Linked DNA regions of Mus musculus: all the other regions are linked to region 1. The links are chromatin contacts, called in public HiChIP or PLAC-seq and Micro-C maps. All regions are on one chromosome and are shown on one strand. The core of a region is the stretch at or near the end of the contact, and the rest is flanking DNA. Distances in the headings are between cores, read along the strand shown. Region 1 holds the start of Irx1 (Iroquois homeobox 1). Region 2 has its middle 240 kb from the start of Irx1. Region 3 has its middle 160 kb from the start of Irx1.

Evidence for each region. A called contact is a pair of places that touch in the nucleus more often than the background predicts. HiChIP or PLAC-seq counts read pairs in DNA pulled down with a chosen protein or histone mark.
Region 2: a Micro-C map of embryonic fibroblasts shows a contact between it and region 1, with 2.1 times the contacts expected there. The contact joins the enhancer-like site here to the promoter of Irx1 in region 1. A contact is called at or near these places in 3 of 484 Hi-C or Micro-C datasets (the Patski cell line, embryonic fibroblasts and nephron progenitors) and 1 of 115 datasets of contacts at active chromatin or transcription factors (the SCID.adh cell line).
Region 3: a contact with region 1 is called in an H3K4me3 HiChIP or PLAC-seq map of the SCID.adh cell line, with 48 read pairs. The contact joins the enhancer-like site here to the promoter of Irx1 in region 1. A contact is called at or near these places in 2 of 484 Hi-C or Micro-C datasets (cardiomyocytes and nephron progenitors), 4 of 115 datasets of contacts at active chromatin or transcription factors (the SCID.adh cell line, T-cell acute lymphoblastic leukemia, cardiomyocytes and 1 more) and 2 of 9 other capture datasets (adipose tissue and liver).

Annotation. Positions count from the first base shown.
Region 1 is chr13:71,961,659-71,966,656 of GRCm38.p6, reverse strand. Irx1 (Iroquois homeobox 1) reads left to right here and starts at 2,934. Exons shown (of 4, transcript NM_010573.2): 1 at 2,934-3,444. The coding sequence starts at 3,169.
Region 2 is chr13:72,196,390-72,201,387 of GRCm38.p6, reverse strand. No RefSeq gene overlaps it. Among named protein-coding and RNA genes, the nearest start is that of Irx1, 240 kb to the right of the region's middle. Within about 2 kb of position 2,882, at least 61 of the 459 cell types and tissues checked have an H3K27ac peak or open chromatin away from gene starts, as enhancers often do. A contact at or near this core is called in the SCID.adh cell line and embryonic fibroblasts, where this site is marked.
Region 3 is chr13:72,118,801-72,123,798 of GRCm38.p6, reverse strand. No RefSeq gene overlaps it. Among named protein-coding and RNA genes, the nearest start is that of Irx1, 160 kb to the right of the region's middle. Within about 2 kb of position 2,553, at least 19 of the 459 cell types and tissues checked have an H3K27ac peak or open chromatin away from gene starts, as enhancers often do. A contact at or near this core is called in the SCID.adh cell line, where this site is marked.

The sequences.
Region 1 (4,998 bases), core at 1,685-4,184:
AGGTCTGAATTTCTACTGCTTGCTTTTCCTTGACAGTCCCTGGGTTGACTCCTAGGAAATACTCTCTTGGCAGAGTCTCTCACTATCCCCATGCAGGGAAGGCTGCTTATGGTTCAGAAGATATTCCTGGTGGAGGGATCCATGGGTTATGGTGGTGTGGGTAAGCAAACTCCATGACCTTCACAGAGGACTCCTTATTCTGTATTGCTCCACTCTGTCCAAAACTGGCAATGAAGTGTGCCCCCCCCCCCACAAGGTTGTTAACTCAAGACTCCTATAGAGTTTCCAGACAGACCTGGATCACTTCTTCTGGCATATTACAGGAGCCATCAACATCTTGATCCCAAGTTTTCACTGTATGTTAAATATTGGGCAAAGGGGCTGCTTCTCAGCAGTTAGAGACAGGAGTTTCTGCTTCTGCTAGGGTATCCCCACCAGCTGCAGGTTTGTGGGTCATTTTATGACTCTCCTTTGTTCCTCACATTGCTCTCTACACCTCCCTGTTGCTCCCCACCCCTAGAGGTTCAAGCTTGGGGTTAGGAGCCACTGAGAAAGAGAGAAGGACCCATAGTCTCCGCTAGCACCTTCCAGAACTGGGTTTAAGCTCAGGTATCTTTCTTGCATCCCTGATGTGTGGCAAAGAACAGCCAACTTGCCCACACCTCCCCAACTGAGTCCACACCCTTGCTGCTACCCAGTCCTCAAGGGAAGTTACCAAAATTGCCCAGCTGGATCCTCTGGAATTATCTTGCAGTTTCCACCCATTTCCTGTCTTTGGTGCAGGAGACCTACATAGAGCGAGAAGTAGCAATGGTGGGCCAGTGGGTGTGAGGACAAAGTGTCCCCAATTCTCAATTCTTTCCCAAACCCTTTCCAAATAAGTCTAATAGACCTAAGGCAGGAGGCCCAACACCTGCAACTCAAGCAGACAGTTGTGGGAGTAATGACAAGCGGTAACCCCTCTGCCACTACATACTGGTAGGGAGATGTATTTGGACTGACTTCCTCCCTCCTTCTCTGAGGTAACAGCTCAGGGCTTATCTTTCCTGAATTTACCTGTCATCTGAAGTGAGTCCTGGGTTCACTGAGCCAGAACAATGGTCAGACCGCTCTTCTCCAGAACTTCCCTGCAGTGGTTTGTTTGTTTGGAGGATGTAAGATAAGGGTCCCAAGATTCTGGTTACAAGATGACTGAATAGCTGGGAACCAAGAAGAGGTCACAATTAGGAGCTTCAGAAGCTAGAACTCTGGGGGTTCCCTTGGGGTACCCTCCAGACTAAATCCAAGCAGGAAAGCAGGTCCTGACATTCCAAGGGGTGTTGGGGTCATGAAGTAGGCAGGGTCAGATGGAGGAAACAGCCTGATTAAGTGAGAAGATCCAACCCAGAGCAGAGAAAATGAAGATTACCTGATTTTCCCACTAGTAATTAGTAACTACTTTTAAGAGCTGTATTGTGCCTAATTACAGGCAAGGTTTAGTATCTGATTTCAAGACCTATAAGTGAGGACTTCCTGATGTTGCAGGAGACACCAGGCAAGCAAGTGTGCCTTAGCTGGTGTCCAGGGTCCCAATGGCCCTGGACAGCAGCATTCCAGTATGCATGTTGGGGCTCTCTGTCAAACCTGTCACTGTACCCCTTAATTCTCTGAGTCTGAAATTAGACCCTGAAGGTGAAGCTCCACCAGCACCGTGTGATGTGACACACTCAAGCCTCTGCCACATTATAGACAGCAGCAAGAAACGAGGCACTAGGAGTCTCTGGACATTTTGGTTCTGCACTTCCAATACCAATCTAGGGCACCATGAGCAGAAGCATCTTTCTCTGGTCAGCCGCACTGATTGAGAGAGGAGAGAGGAATGAGCATTTCAAGTCTGCCCTGAGAACAGAGCAGCCAGGCCCCTGGCTTTCAAATTGCCTGGTTCTTATTTTCCCAGCGTTTGAGATAGGAATTGGGCGGGGATGGGGGGGGGGGGTGTCGTGGGAGACTCAAAGACAGGGGACTGGCGGCTGTCCTGTCCTGTTGGACTGGCTAGTCGCAGCGCCACCTCAGGTACCTGAGCTCCACTCGTGTTGACTCTCCGCGTCTGCACACCTAGTGGACAAACGCAGGAGCCCAGGCCTTTCAGGCTTCTCCCAAACTGGAAGAGGGTGGTAGATGACTGTGGGCAAGATTTGCCAGTTCTTTTACCTTGCGAAGGTCCTTCCCCTCCTACAATTCTTTCCCCCACCCTCTAGGAGCTCTCCTCCGCTAGGCAGCGACCTCTCAGCTGGCTTGCCCATTTTAAAAGTTTTTATATTTGGAGAAGCTGACAGAGCGCGGCCGGCCACAACCCGATTCTCCAAGTGCAAGGGGGGGGGGGCAGCAATTTCCAGAGTATCTGTTGATACCAAGTGGGGCCAGAGAGACGACGCACCCTGTATCCGAGGTGTCAAGCCACGCGTAGATTTATCTGAACACTTCAGCCAAATATGTCCCATGGAGGTGCTGCAGAGCCAGCCACAGAGGAAAGGCTGTTCGCTATAGACTGTCCCCTGGCCCCAGGCCTCTTTCCCTGCCACCCCAGCTGTAGAAACGCAATCCCCGAGTTGCTTTTGTTAAAAGGGGATGGGGGAACAGATCTCCGTTGCAAAACCGGGTGTCAGACAGCTGTAAACCGGTGTCGACAGGTTGTCAAAAGCCGCGGGGGCTGGTTGGGAAGGAGCCTGCGGCCTCCGGACCCACACCAGCAGACGGGCCGTGCGCGCCCACCGGAGGAGGAGGTGGCCCGGCGGGCGCGGGGCACCACGTGCTCGCCGTGAGGGGCGGGAGCGGCCAGCGAGGGCGGGCTGGAGGCAGGGAGGGGGCGGGAGGGGAGCCAGGGGCGGGGCCTGTGCTCAAGGGGATGCCAATCAAAGCATCAACTTCAAATTGTGTCTGAGAGCCCCGCCGCCGAGCGGAGGGCGGCCGCCGCAGTCGGCGCGCGATCTCGGATACGGGCGCAGCCGGGAGCCGGGCGCCGCCAGCGAGCACTGGGCCGAGGAACAGCGAGCGGCCCCCGCCCCCGGGCCGGCCGGAGCGCGCCCGGCCCGCGGCCCGCAGCCCCCGAGTCGCGCCTCCTCGGATCGCCAGCCGGTCTTCTTGCCCGCGCAGTTAGTGTTGCCCTCCGCCACCACCGAGCCCGCGGACATGTCCTTCCCGCAGCTGGGCTACCCGCAATACCTAAGCGCCGCGGGCCCGGGCGCCTATGGTGGAGAGCGCCCTGGGGTGCTGGCTGCGGCCGCGGCTGCTGCGGCCGCCGCCTCGTCGGGCCGTCCCGGGACTGCGGAGCTGGGAGCGGGCGCGGGAGCGGCCGCGGTCACCTCGGTGCTAGGCATGTATGCCGCGGCGGGACCGTACGCGGGCGCACCCAACTACAGCGCCTTCTTGCCCTATGCCGCGGACCTCAGCCTCTTCTCGCAGATGGTGAGTGCTCCCGCCTCCCGCGCGTCCTCCTGGCCCGCACCCACGGGAGATCACCGCGCCTGGGGACATCGGGAGCGGCTGGCCCAACAGAGAAACAGAGGATCCGCAGGCAGTGTCTGGGAAAGGAACGAGAAGGGTCCTGCAGAGGGAATCCGGTGGCGGAGACCTCTTTCCCTGGGGACTCGGGAGTGCCCAGAGGCCCAGGCAGTGACCACTGTGGTCTTGGGAGGTTGGAGACCGGAGTCGAAAAGCGGGTTGCGCGCTAGTGGAGAGAAGCCTCCAGAGAAGGCCTGAGACCGCGGCAGGCTCTGGAGGTCCCGGGCAAAACCGCCAGGCTCCTCCAGTGCGACAGGGCAGGCCCGCCGGGCCCCCTCAGCCAGGGCCGCTTTACTAACACTGCCCTAACCTGGCGGCCGGCCTCGCCTGAGCGCCGCAAGAGCTTTCCCTTGGGCCCAGAAGACCTTCCTTCTCCCTCTTTGGCAGAGCAGAGATAGTTGCCCTAGACTTTGCCAAAAGGAACCGGTTAAACCTAGCGGAGTCGATCAAAAACATCCCAACAAACAATAGACATCAGCAGAGCAGAGAGGTCTCTTAATGGAGTGTGTAGGGACCATAGGAATCGGGGCTAAGAAATACTAAGTTGACATAAATTCTGGCTTCCGAAACGGTGTTTGCCTTTACTTTCGTAAGTTGCCAAACTTTTCATTTGAGCCGAAAGAAAAGCACTTTTCTTCCCGTGTTACATAAGGGAGAGTTAAAGGAACAGTGTCCCAGAGCTTAAAATAAATGGTGCTCTCCGATCTCCTGTCCCAGTGGGTGTCAGATGGGGGTGTGTGTTTAAATTTAATTCTCCACAGGAGTATTGGCCTGTCTGTCCTTCCGAATGATCACTTTTCCTTGGTTTAACGGAAAGGTCGGGCTGCTTAAACTTGAGGCCGCTAGCAAATTGCGAGGCGGGCACTGGTTTTTGGAAGGCAGCCCCCTGCTGCCCTGCTATCTTCTGGATAGAGCAATTTCCAAGAACCCTGAATTATCCAGTCTCTGGCAAAACAGACCAGACCAGACTCCTTTAAAAGGTTGGCCTCCAACTGTGCAGAAGCAAAGCGGCTAGCGCGATTTTCCGAACTTTTCTTGTAGTTTAGAAAGAAAGCCTATTTCTCAGTGGTCCGGCCAGCCAGTTGCCTTTCGGATGCTTCCCAACCAGGAAGATCAACCCCCATTTTGTTCGGACAGCCAATATGCCCCGGGAGCGATGAGAGATTTACAAGGTGCCCTTTCAAAAACAATTCCCAGCAGAGACGAGGCCGAATTTCTACTTTACGATTACAACTAAAATAATCTTGAAAAACGAAATGTACATTTTACAATGGCGAGGCACAAACGAATTCGGGCCAAAGAAGCCTCTTAGGCGCGGCCTCGATCGCTAAACTAATTAGCCAAAGAAATAAGCTTTTAGTAACTTTTTTAGGGTTCCGACTTCTTTTTTTTTTTTTTTTTTTTTTTTTTTTGCTAACCTGGTAACTGTATCCTTTTAAAAATTGAAGATGGAGGGTG
Region 2 (4,998 bases), core at 1,633-4,132, 230 kb before region 1:
TCCTGTGTCTCTGGGCAGTTTTGTCTGTGGGTTTACTTCTCGGGACTGTCTCCACTTCCATGCTAGTCACTCAATCACTCTCTATGCTGGGCCATGAGGCTGCAGGGCAATTTGACAGACACCTCTTAGCCTTTTCTGGTTTATGGTAGCCCACATGTAAGCTGTGTATGAATGCAGGGAGTATTTTACAGAAAGACACCATAGTTCACCATGAAGATGTAGGATTTGCAGGACCTCTTTCCTCTGAGTTGACTACTCCTTGATTTGTTTCCGATGCATGTGTGCATGGTTGACTGTGTGCTTGTCATGCGGATGCACTGCCTCACTTGAAAGACCTGATAGCCTTCACTGTACTTCATTTACAAATGCTTGTTTCCTCGGTGTCTTCCTGCTTTGCAAAGGCAGAAGCAACATATTCTGAATGTGCATTAAGACTCAGAGAGCAGCAGGCTTGGATAGTCACAGCTCCCATGACCTGGCTGCATTCCTGAGGCTCATGGGGGAATCAAAATCTCCAACCTGGGAAAGACCCATCCAGTTGGCATGGTGAGGCAGCAATGAAAACAGAACAGGACATCTTTTTCTGTGATAGGAGCTTAGCAGCCCTGGGAGATGAGTTGATATCCATGAAGAAAAGCAAATGGGACAGAAATACAGTGGTAAGTACTCTGCTACCTGCTTTATAAGGCTCACTTGAGTCCCCTGTTATCTTGTCCTCATAACCCCTGAACAAGGTGACATGTCAGCAGGAATATATCCTATGTCCCCTGGTCTATTAGAGCTGCCTACAGTCACCAGCCCATGTCTGCCTGCCCTGTCTCAACTGTCCTTTCCCATGGAAGCCCCCCCCCAAAGGCTTTGTCTTGCCCTTCCCACTCTACCTGTTCCTGGTGTTACCTATGCGGCTTTGTGTGATGTGTTAGATATAAGAATAAAGTCCACCTTGTGACTGTCATTTACAGTTCTGTGAATCTTAAGGGACCCAAATAGAAGTGCTTAACGGTAATGGAGTAACCTCTTCAATGAGTTGCAAACCAAGTACCTTTGTTGGTTGTCTTTGTTTGGGTTTTATTGCTGTGACGAGATAACATGACTAAGGAAACTCATAAAGAAAACACTTTCATTAGAGCTGGCTTACAGTTTCAGAGGTTCAGTCCATCATCACCATGGCAAGAGGCATGGCAGACTTGGTGCTGAAGGAACTGAGAGTTCTACACTTTTATCTGATGACAGCCAGAAGGAGACTCTCTCTTACTGGCCAGACTAGAGTTTGTATATGAGACCCCAAAGCTCACCTCCACAGTAACACACTTCCTTCCAACAAGGCCACATCTTCTAATAATACTACTCTGTGGCCAAACCTTTGAACATATGAACCTAAGATGGCAAAATCTTTCAAACCACTACACCGCTAGTGTAGCATCTTAGGGAATCCCCTCTGCTCACCTCAGCCGAGCATAAGAGGTGATCCCAGAGGAAGGAGGATGAGCACGGGTCCCTTCAACTCTTGCTGTTCTCATGTTTGGAAGTAGGATTGGGCCTGTCCGGAGTGTCTATCAAGATAGATGTGACACTTGTACTCCTGGGAATCAACAAAGGAGGCTTACCATTCGTGAATGCAGAAAGCTTTCTGTTAGATTCCTACTTCCTTTTTGGCTTTAACCTGTCTTGTGTAAAATGGCAATTTCCATGAGGTCCAGGATCAGGAGAGTGATCTATGGACATGCTGAGTGTACTTAATGGAATCATGGAGGCAGGGTCTGAATTCTCTGGTTACAAATTCTAGAGAAAACTAATAGTCCTATGAGCACACCTCTCACACACAGACACACTGGGCCAGGAAGTTCAGGCCTCACGACCACCTGTACAACTCTGTCTCTGTGACTAGCTCTTTCAGGCCTGAATGGTTCCATTCTGTTTGGAGTCACCTTGTTGGTGAACAGGACTTGATAAAGCAGTCAAGATAGAAATGAAAGACCAGTAACTTTATGAACAGTTTCAGGTAAAGGCATCTTTAGCTCTGATTGGCTTCGGTTTCTCTCAGACCTCACTGGGATTAGAACAGTATTTTGAAAAAAAATCTTAGAGGAATTCTGCCAACTAAAATAGGCTTGAATGTTTTAGGGGAAGAGGTTCTCACTTTGTTTATGCATGGTAGTTACATTCTGTCTTTAGTATCTTTTGTACACCTGCTTCTGAGAGCTCCTCCATGTCTTGCCAGCTGGGAGCTGGTCCAGTCTTTGTGAATAGCTAGGGAGTTGATTACTGAGGCTAAGAAAAATGTAACTTTATCAAGATAACAGGCTGGGGCCTCATTTGCCTGGAAGAGCAGCTAAAAATAAGAGACACTCGTTAAGCAGACAAAGTGTGGAACGGTGTACTCCACAGCCCAGCAATGTGAAGCACGCCAGTGAGTGGGTGTCTGCGCTGTTCTTTGAAACTCGAGCCCAGGTCTTTATTAAATAGCCTGCAGATTACCGCCTGGAATCACGGTACATGTCTAAGAACACCTCCAGCTTTTGCGTCACCAGGCAGGAATGCAAGCACCACTCTGGGCGATTGTGCTCCTTCTAAGCCCTACAAAACAAGACAAGGGGATAAGAATCATACCAGTAGCGATTCGGTGGGCACGGTTAATCATTTCTCATCTTTATGTACGTATCAGGAGCTGGCGATGCCCTTTGGCAGCAGATCAGAAGGCAGCCTGCCATCAACAACAATAAATCATTTGTGAGTACATGTAGCAATTATCGTCTGAAATGAAGGTGTTCAGTCCCAGTTCTGGGGAGCAAGCACCTAGGACGGATCTTAACAAACTTGCTGAGGAGCCTCGAGCCTGAGGCTTCAGTGACTCACTCTGCTGAGTATCTGGCTCATGGTTAGACAACGGGATCAGAGGTGCCTGCATCCCACGCACCACATGGAAACAATGGACCTGTGAAGCCCGTGCTGTCAGCCCGCCTGGGAACAATAAAGCTCTTTATATCGCCCACCTTGGGGGAGATTTAGTAATGTTTTGATTTATGAAGGGCAAGCAGGAGCAGGCAGCAAGCATGACTGTGAATATCTAAGAAAGACTTTTGGTATAGTTGTTGTGAAAGTAATTTAGCTTCCAGACAAGTTGTCCTGGGGAGCAGGGACAGTCCCTGAAGACTACTATCCACGCCCCAAAATACTTAGTGTCCACATTCTCAGTCCCAGTAACTTTCTGGTAGAAATGTACTGTCCTCTGCCAGTGACCACATAGTACCCTTATTCCAAACTATGTGGTGCAGGAAGGCATTGTTTTTACTTGGTAGTTTTCATAGAGGTAGTTTCCATAGGAAGAGGAGCCCTGGAGGTGTTGCCTCTTGATACTTCCTGTGTTGGAAATTGCTTGAGACAGTGATGTCATCTTAAACAAAAAGTGATATGTGGTCATGCTTGCTAGATTGCAAAGGAATGCAGACATTTGTAGGGTTCAGTTGTGGGACACATGCCAAAACCTGGGTTCTGTATTGCTCAATTGCCGCCCCCCCCAAGGCCCCAGCTATTTATCTTCATCTCCCCCATCTCTCCATATATACAGAGCTTCAAACAAACCTAATTTGTAAAGATCGGTTTCAAGCAGCAATGCCCTGGATACCACTGTGTGCCCCTCTGCTAATGGGTAACTCACATCTCACGATCATTTAGATTGAAAGAAAAGTTAGGAACTGGAACAACTTCCACCACCACCTCTTTCACCTACCTCTCCACAGTGGCCCTAATAGCTAATGTAGATAGATAGATAGATAGTAGATAAATAAATGATAGCTATAAAGATGGAATATAGGTAATAGGTAGGTGATAGATAATAGGCAGATAGATACATGATAGATAGTAGATAAATAACTGATATATATATAGATGGAAAATAGATAATAGATAGGTTATAGGTAATACATGATTATAGTAAATAAAATGATAGATGATATATAAATATATATATATTATATACACACATACATACACAGGATAGATACATGATAGATGGTAGATAAATGATAGATTGATAGATGATAGACTCCTGTTTCTGATCCATATTCTGCCTCTTTAGCACCATTGTGTGCTCTCTCTGTCTCTATGTATATATGTATATATATATATATATATATATTCCAACTTTGGGGGATCAAACCTGCAGGCCAAGTTGGTAAAGATGACCAGACCCACATTTTGATGGGTTGCCATAACTTAATTTTGGTGGGAATCTAAGCAGATTGACTAACCCTAAGTTATCTTTATATTTTCCTTATCATTAAATACTTATGTGGCCCGTAAGAAAACCTAGATGTTTTCTTTTTGATTTTATAGACCCAGGAGCTTGTGAAGAACAAGGTCTGCCAGCACTTCTATGAAGGTGGGGTATTCCATACCCACAATAGGTTTCCTGACAGTTAGAAAAGCTATCAAGGTGAAGACATATGGTCCTCTATGGAACACCCTTCCCCACAGTAGCTTCTCCTTCCATAATGTGTTAGAGCTTAAACAGCTCTCTTGGGAAATTATTGATTTGTGACTTTTTCTGTATCATATTTAATTGATTTTGGACTCTGACAGTTCCCCAAAACATCCTTTTGCCAAGGTCAACATTGTCCCAGAGTTCTGCTCAAACATGGGTGCTCCATAGTTATTTTGCTCCCCAGCTCTCTTGACCATTCATTGCAGCAATATTTATGGGGAAAATTACTTACCTCTCTGTGTCTTCTTGGAAAGAATTTCATTGCAGAAACATTGTCCTTGACCACTGACTAGGATATCCAACCAGAAGAACAAGTACAGAGGGCAAGAGAAGGTTATTAGTGGCTTCAGATAGCCAAGCCTAAGCTGTAACTTTCACAGGCTCACTAGAACACTGATGAATGCTGAACTTTGCTACTGATGAGGAGGCCAGACATAGCTCTGTTCCCCAAATGCTGTTCTGCTCAGTCACAGCCAGTACCTACGGCTTGTGGTTCTTGTAGCTTGGGCCTGTCT
Region 3 (4,998 bases), core at 1,304-3,803, 160 kb before region 1:
ATACACATATCATAAACACAGACATGTATAATCACAAATACACAATATACACACATGCACATGTACACTCAGTATACATACATGACACACAGGCATGTTTACTTGAACACACATATAGGTACATGTATATTTGTATATTAACACACATAGATGCAGACATACCCACATGCATGCTCATACACATATGCACACGTGTATATTTATGTGCGTATGTACACACATCACTAACACACACAGCACCTGGGATTTTGCTAAGAATCAAGAATGGTGCACTGAGTGAATGAACTTGTAGTATTCTAAGCAGAAACTCAGGAGATTCGACTACTAGTAATACATACTGTGTCTTCTTCAATCCATACTTGACCCTTCTGTTGATCACAAGAAAAGAGCAGGCTTTTAATGAGCAACAGTCTTATTTTCCAGTAGGACTGGAACTTTACACAAGATCTGGCTTTCCTTTTGCTCTAACAGCCCAGGAAGCCAGAAGACTGTGGAGACCACAGTGCAAGGCACTTTGAGAGTGACTCTCCCAGTCCTCAACCCCTAAACCATGCACACTGCCCCATACCAACCCTTCTGCATGCTGAGAAGGACACTGAGGGGCCCCTGTGGAATAGGAAGGGTGCTGAGGGCAGGAGAGCAGAAAGCAGCTCCTAGACTGGAGCCATGCGTTGTGTCTGTTTGTGCGGTTCTATCCACACAGGCTTTGCCCAATGAAATTCTGTCTCCCTCAGCAACCTGCAAAATGATCCAGGTGCCTGCACTCACATTGTGTGCATCTCGACTAGGTTTTCTTTATTTTCTATAATGTGAGCAAAAGGAGACATGCCTCCCTAGTGGTGGGGAGACTGTGTGGTGCTGGAGCTCTGGAGGTCTGGGGGCCTGGAGAACACTGCTGCATAGGGCTGAGGCAGCTGCACAGGGCTGAAGCAGCTTGCTTTCCCGTGTCTTTACTTCTTAGGGAGCTTTCAAGTCAGGCATTCTCCAGTGAGGCTAGGCAGCAGAGCCCTTCAAGGTCCCTGTTTCATAGGGGCTGCCAATCTCAGGCCACCCTGCCAGAGAGGTGTGATTCTCATTTATTAATTTTGTTAATGGCATCGTCCCCTCCCCACGTCCTTGGGGATGGCCCCAGGCCCTGGACCTTTGTCTTTGAACATCCTGCCGTTGAGCATCAAGGAAGGTGAAGAAGGCCAGGAGGGTCCCCTGGCACTGTGCTCATGCACTAGCCTCTGCAATTACCAGCCACCTTGCTGGCAGACGGTAATTGAAAAGTGCGAACCACATGGGTGCAAGTCAATAATGGCGACAGTGCACAAATGACACTCGGAGCTTTTGGTGGCCGCCCCGGCGCTGTGTTGGCTTTTCACCTTTTATCCTTCCCAGCATCACGGCTTAATCCACTCTAATGAGGTGAGCACCACTGCCAAGACCCAGCGGCCGCACAGCTCCCTTCTGGCACCACTTGGGGGTTGCAAGATGCAGGAAGGAATGAGAGAGACCAATGGCCCTTTGACGGATGTTTCCCTGGTGCCTCTGGCCTTGCTTCCACTGGCCACACCCTGCCAAGCCGCCGCAGACCTGCGCAGTTAACCTGCTCTGAGCTTCTGGGTACCAACTCAGGGTTGCCTTCTGCGCATTCAACTTAGTGGCACACATTTCTCCTAGCTTGAAGGACGCCGCTGGTGCCCACATGTCACTATTTACAAACAGCAGGTGACTGCCAGCCACTGTGAGAGTGTGAATCCCTCTCTTGCTTACTTCTCCTTACCCATCTGTCCATGCGACTGGAGCTGTAAGGCCCCTAGAACTGTGTGCAGGGGCAGAAGCCACCGAGGAGAGATGCGATGGCACTGTTCACAAAAACACACTTAGGAGGAGGGAGATAAAAACAGACTTTAGCAATTCAGCGTGCTCTCAGAAAGAAAACGCACGGGTGCTGGTTTAATTGGTCCAACCCATATGTTCTCCATCGCTGCTCTCTGTGGCAAGGTGGTTGTCCCTGAGATCAGATGTCACCGCACCACTCCTGCACCTGCCCGACCACCATCCCGGCTCCACGGCAGCCTGTGTTAATGGCTTGATGTCTTGCTGGCTCCACTCGGCTCTTCTGTGTCTGTCTCCAGAAACGCCAGGCCACTGCCCTTCCTTAGGAGGGTAAGCAGACCCATGGTGGCTCCCTGCCCCTCAGATCACTGAACTTCTGCAGAGTTGAGCTGCTCTGCCAGCCTTCTGTGAGCAACCTTCACATTTCCACAGTTCATACAGAATTTCAGTTTAATGGCTTTTTTATTGGTTGAAAGAGGGGAGAGAGAAGAAAAGGCAATCAGGGCGTATTGAAAGCTCACAGGATTAACTGTGTGGTCTTAGTAAATGTACACAACACAGGCAAAGAGGGGAAAAAAATTTGGCTGTCACACAGCTCAAACCCCCCTCCCTTTTCTCCAGGCTTAATCTGATTTTTGCCAACTTCCTTTGATCTGCCAGGGCCAGGCAAGGCAGGTCCACACAAACAGAAGGACTAAATGTGGAGATTAGCCTCATCCTTCTGCCCGGCTCCTAAGGCCTGATTAAGTCTGGCCTCTCTCAATTGTCTCTGAGCTGGCTGCTAGAGTGGCCCGGCTCAGAAGGAGGCAGGATGAAGGCTGATTCTGTAATGGACACTGTTTTATCCTGGTGCTCTGAGAAGATTAGGCCTGGGGGTGTCACATTAGCCATGATCTCAGGAACTCTGCTCGTCTCTTGCCGGTTTCAAACACCTCTGCTCTGCCTTAGAACAAACAGGGAGCTAGGGCCCCAAGGCCCCATGTCGGGCATGAATAATTACCCCTGCCAAGTGTTTGAAGATCACAAAGTGCTGTGTAAATTACTCAGTTTGGGCTTCACTTGGGGTGATTTGCGGTGACTTACTGAATCTTTTCACAGTTCAGAATTAAACTTTCTCCAGCACAGAACGAAAAGGTTACCTCATAACTGACAGGCCTCCTCTCAGATCAGACCACGAAGAGGCCCTGCCAGAGTCAAGTGGTGCAGGAGGCAGAGCGACCCTTCCTGCCTCTCAAAGGGACCTTGGCCACCTGTGCCTGATCAGCGTTAGATAGAACATCGACCCAAGCCTGAGGTGGGGAAGAGCCTGCTTCACACACCACATTCGGTGTGGCTATGGCTTGATGTCCTGAGTGGCTTTCTGACTAACAAAGTTTACTTTCTGTTTCATTTTAAACATGGTATAGTTCTTTAATTTGCAAGAGCAAACAGGGTAAAGGAGGAGGACGAGGAGGAGGAGGATGTGTGTGTGTGTGTGTGTGTGTGTGTGTGTGTGTGTGTGTTGGGGGGGGGGAGTTGAAAAATTCTAATTGAAGAAACAATATCATTAAACAAACTTCAATTACAGAGAATTAGCCCAAGTGGTAGGTCTCCATCAGATCCAGTTCTAGATGAGAGTGGTGCACACCCAAGTCACTCTTGTGCCAACCCTGTTGGCACCTGCCGAACAGAGCAGGGCTTTTGATTCTGAACACATTCCTACCATAGACTGTGGCCATGAATGACCAGCAAACAGAGAGATCACCACCCGTGTAGTCTTTGTATTTTCATAAACAATAATTGCCATTCATAAACAATAACTACAATGTCAGTAGCAAACTCTAAGATGAGAATTCAAGGTGATCTTTAGTCTTGCTAAATATTTTGGACATAAAGTAAGAGCACAGGTAACTGCTTCAAGGGACTTCTTTTTAAAAGTATTTTTTTATTTTAGTAGAGACTTTTTAACAGATTCGTTTTTATCATTATTGTTATTCCTGCATTTGGTAGGGGGTACGAGTTCAGGTACCTAGGGAGGCCAGAGGAGGAACCAGAACCCTGAAACCTGGAACTGCAAGATGCTGTAAGTCGCCAGACTTGGTCTCTAGGAACTGAAAGAGCTGTGCACATTCTTAACTACTGAGCCATTTCTATCCCTATACCCACTCACAAGCACAGGATATTAATGGCAAAGACTCCAGGTGTGTGGCTTATGTAACTTTTCTCCTCGCAAACTATGGCTCCAATAATGTTTTCTATCAGCACAGAAACTTGTAAGCAGACCTCTGACTGTACCCATGATGTCACAGGCTAAGAAAGGAAAACACAAAATTAGAGACAGAAATCCTCAACCCATCCAGTGAAGACTGGTTAGTGGGCTTTCCATGGATTCTTGTTGCTTTCCTATGTGCTTCAACCTGGTAGTGCTGGTTGAACTGTGTTAGTGTTTCTGTGTTATCGCTAAGAAATGTCACCTAATAAAGCCCCCCCCCCAAAAAAAAGCTAAGAAGTAAAACTCAAATATACTAAACAACATTTTAGAGCAGGATAAGTATATCAGAAAACAATACAACATTATTTATAATTATCCCTTGCTAAGAAAGGTAACATCATAGCCTTTTTAAACTATACTAGTTAGTGGAAAACTGCATCATTTGCTTAATAGCAAAGGAGAAAGCAATGCCTTGAGGCTGAGTCAGCATCAAGCTTGTGTTCACTGGAGGCTCCCAAATTCATGATTGGTGTACATAGAACAAAACTGCCAAGCTTGTAATTGGAGTCTCACGGCTTGGAAGCTGGGTGGTGGGAGCTATCTCAACCATTGTTTTGCTTCTCAACTTTACGTAGGTATTGGTTACCGTTCTACGACCATCTGCATGTAGCACCAGGTAGAAGTGTCTGGGAATCGGGGATCTTCTCAGAGCCACGGTGTGTGCTCAGCGTAGAGGGGAGGGGAAGAGTTTGCAGTTGTGATAAATGGATTCCTAGCATGCCTCACCATCATGGCTTTCTCTAAGGCAGAGCTCCCAAACCTTCTCCTAACCTTCATTGCCCTTTAGTGCAGTTCCTGATGTTGTGATCACCCCAATCATAAACTTATTTTCATTCCTACCTCATAATGTCACTGATAAGGATCTTAATGAAAATATCTGTGCTTTATGATGGTCTTGGGTGTTTCCTGTGAAAGGGTTATTC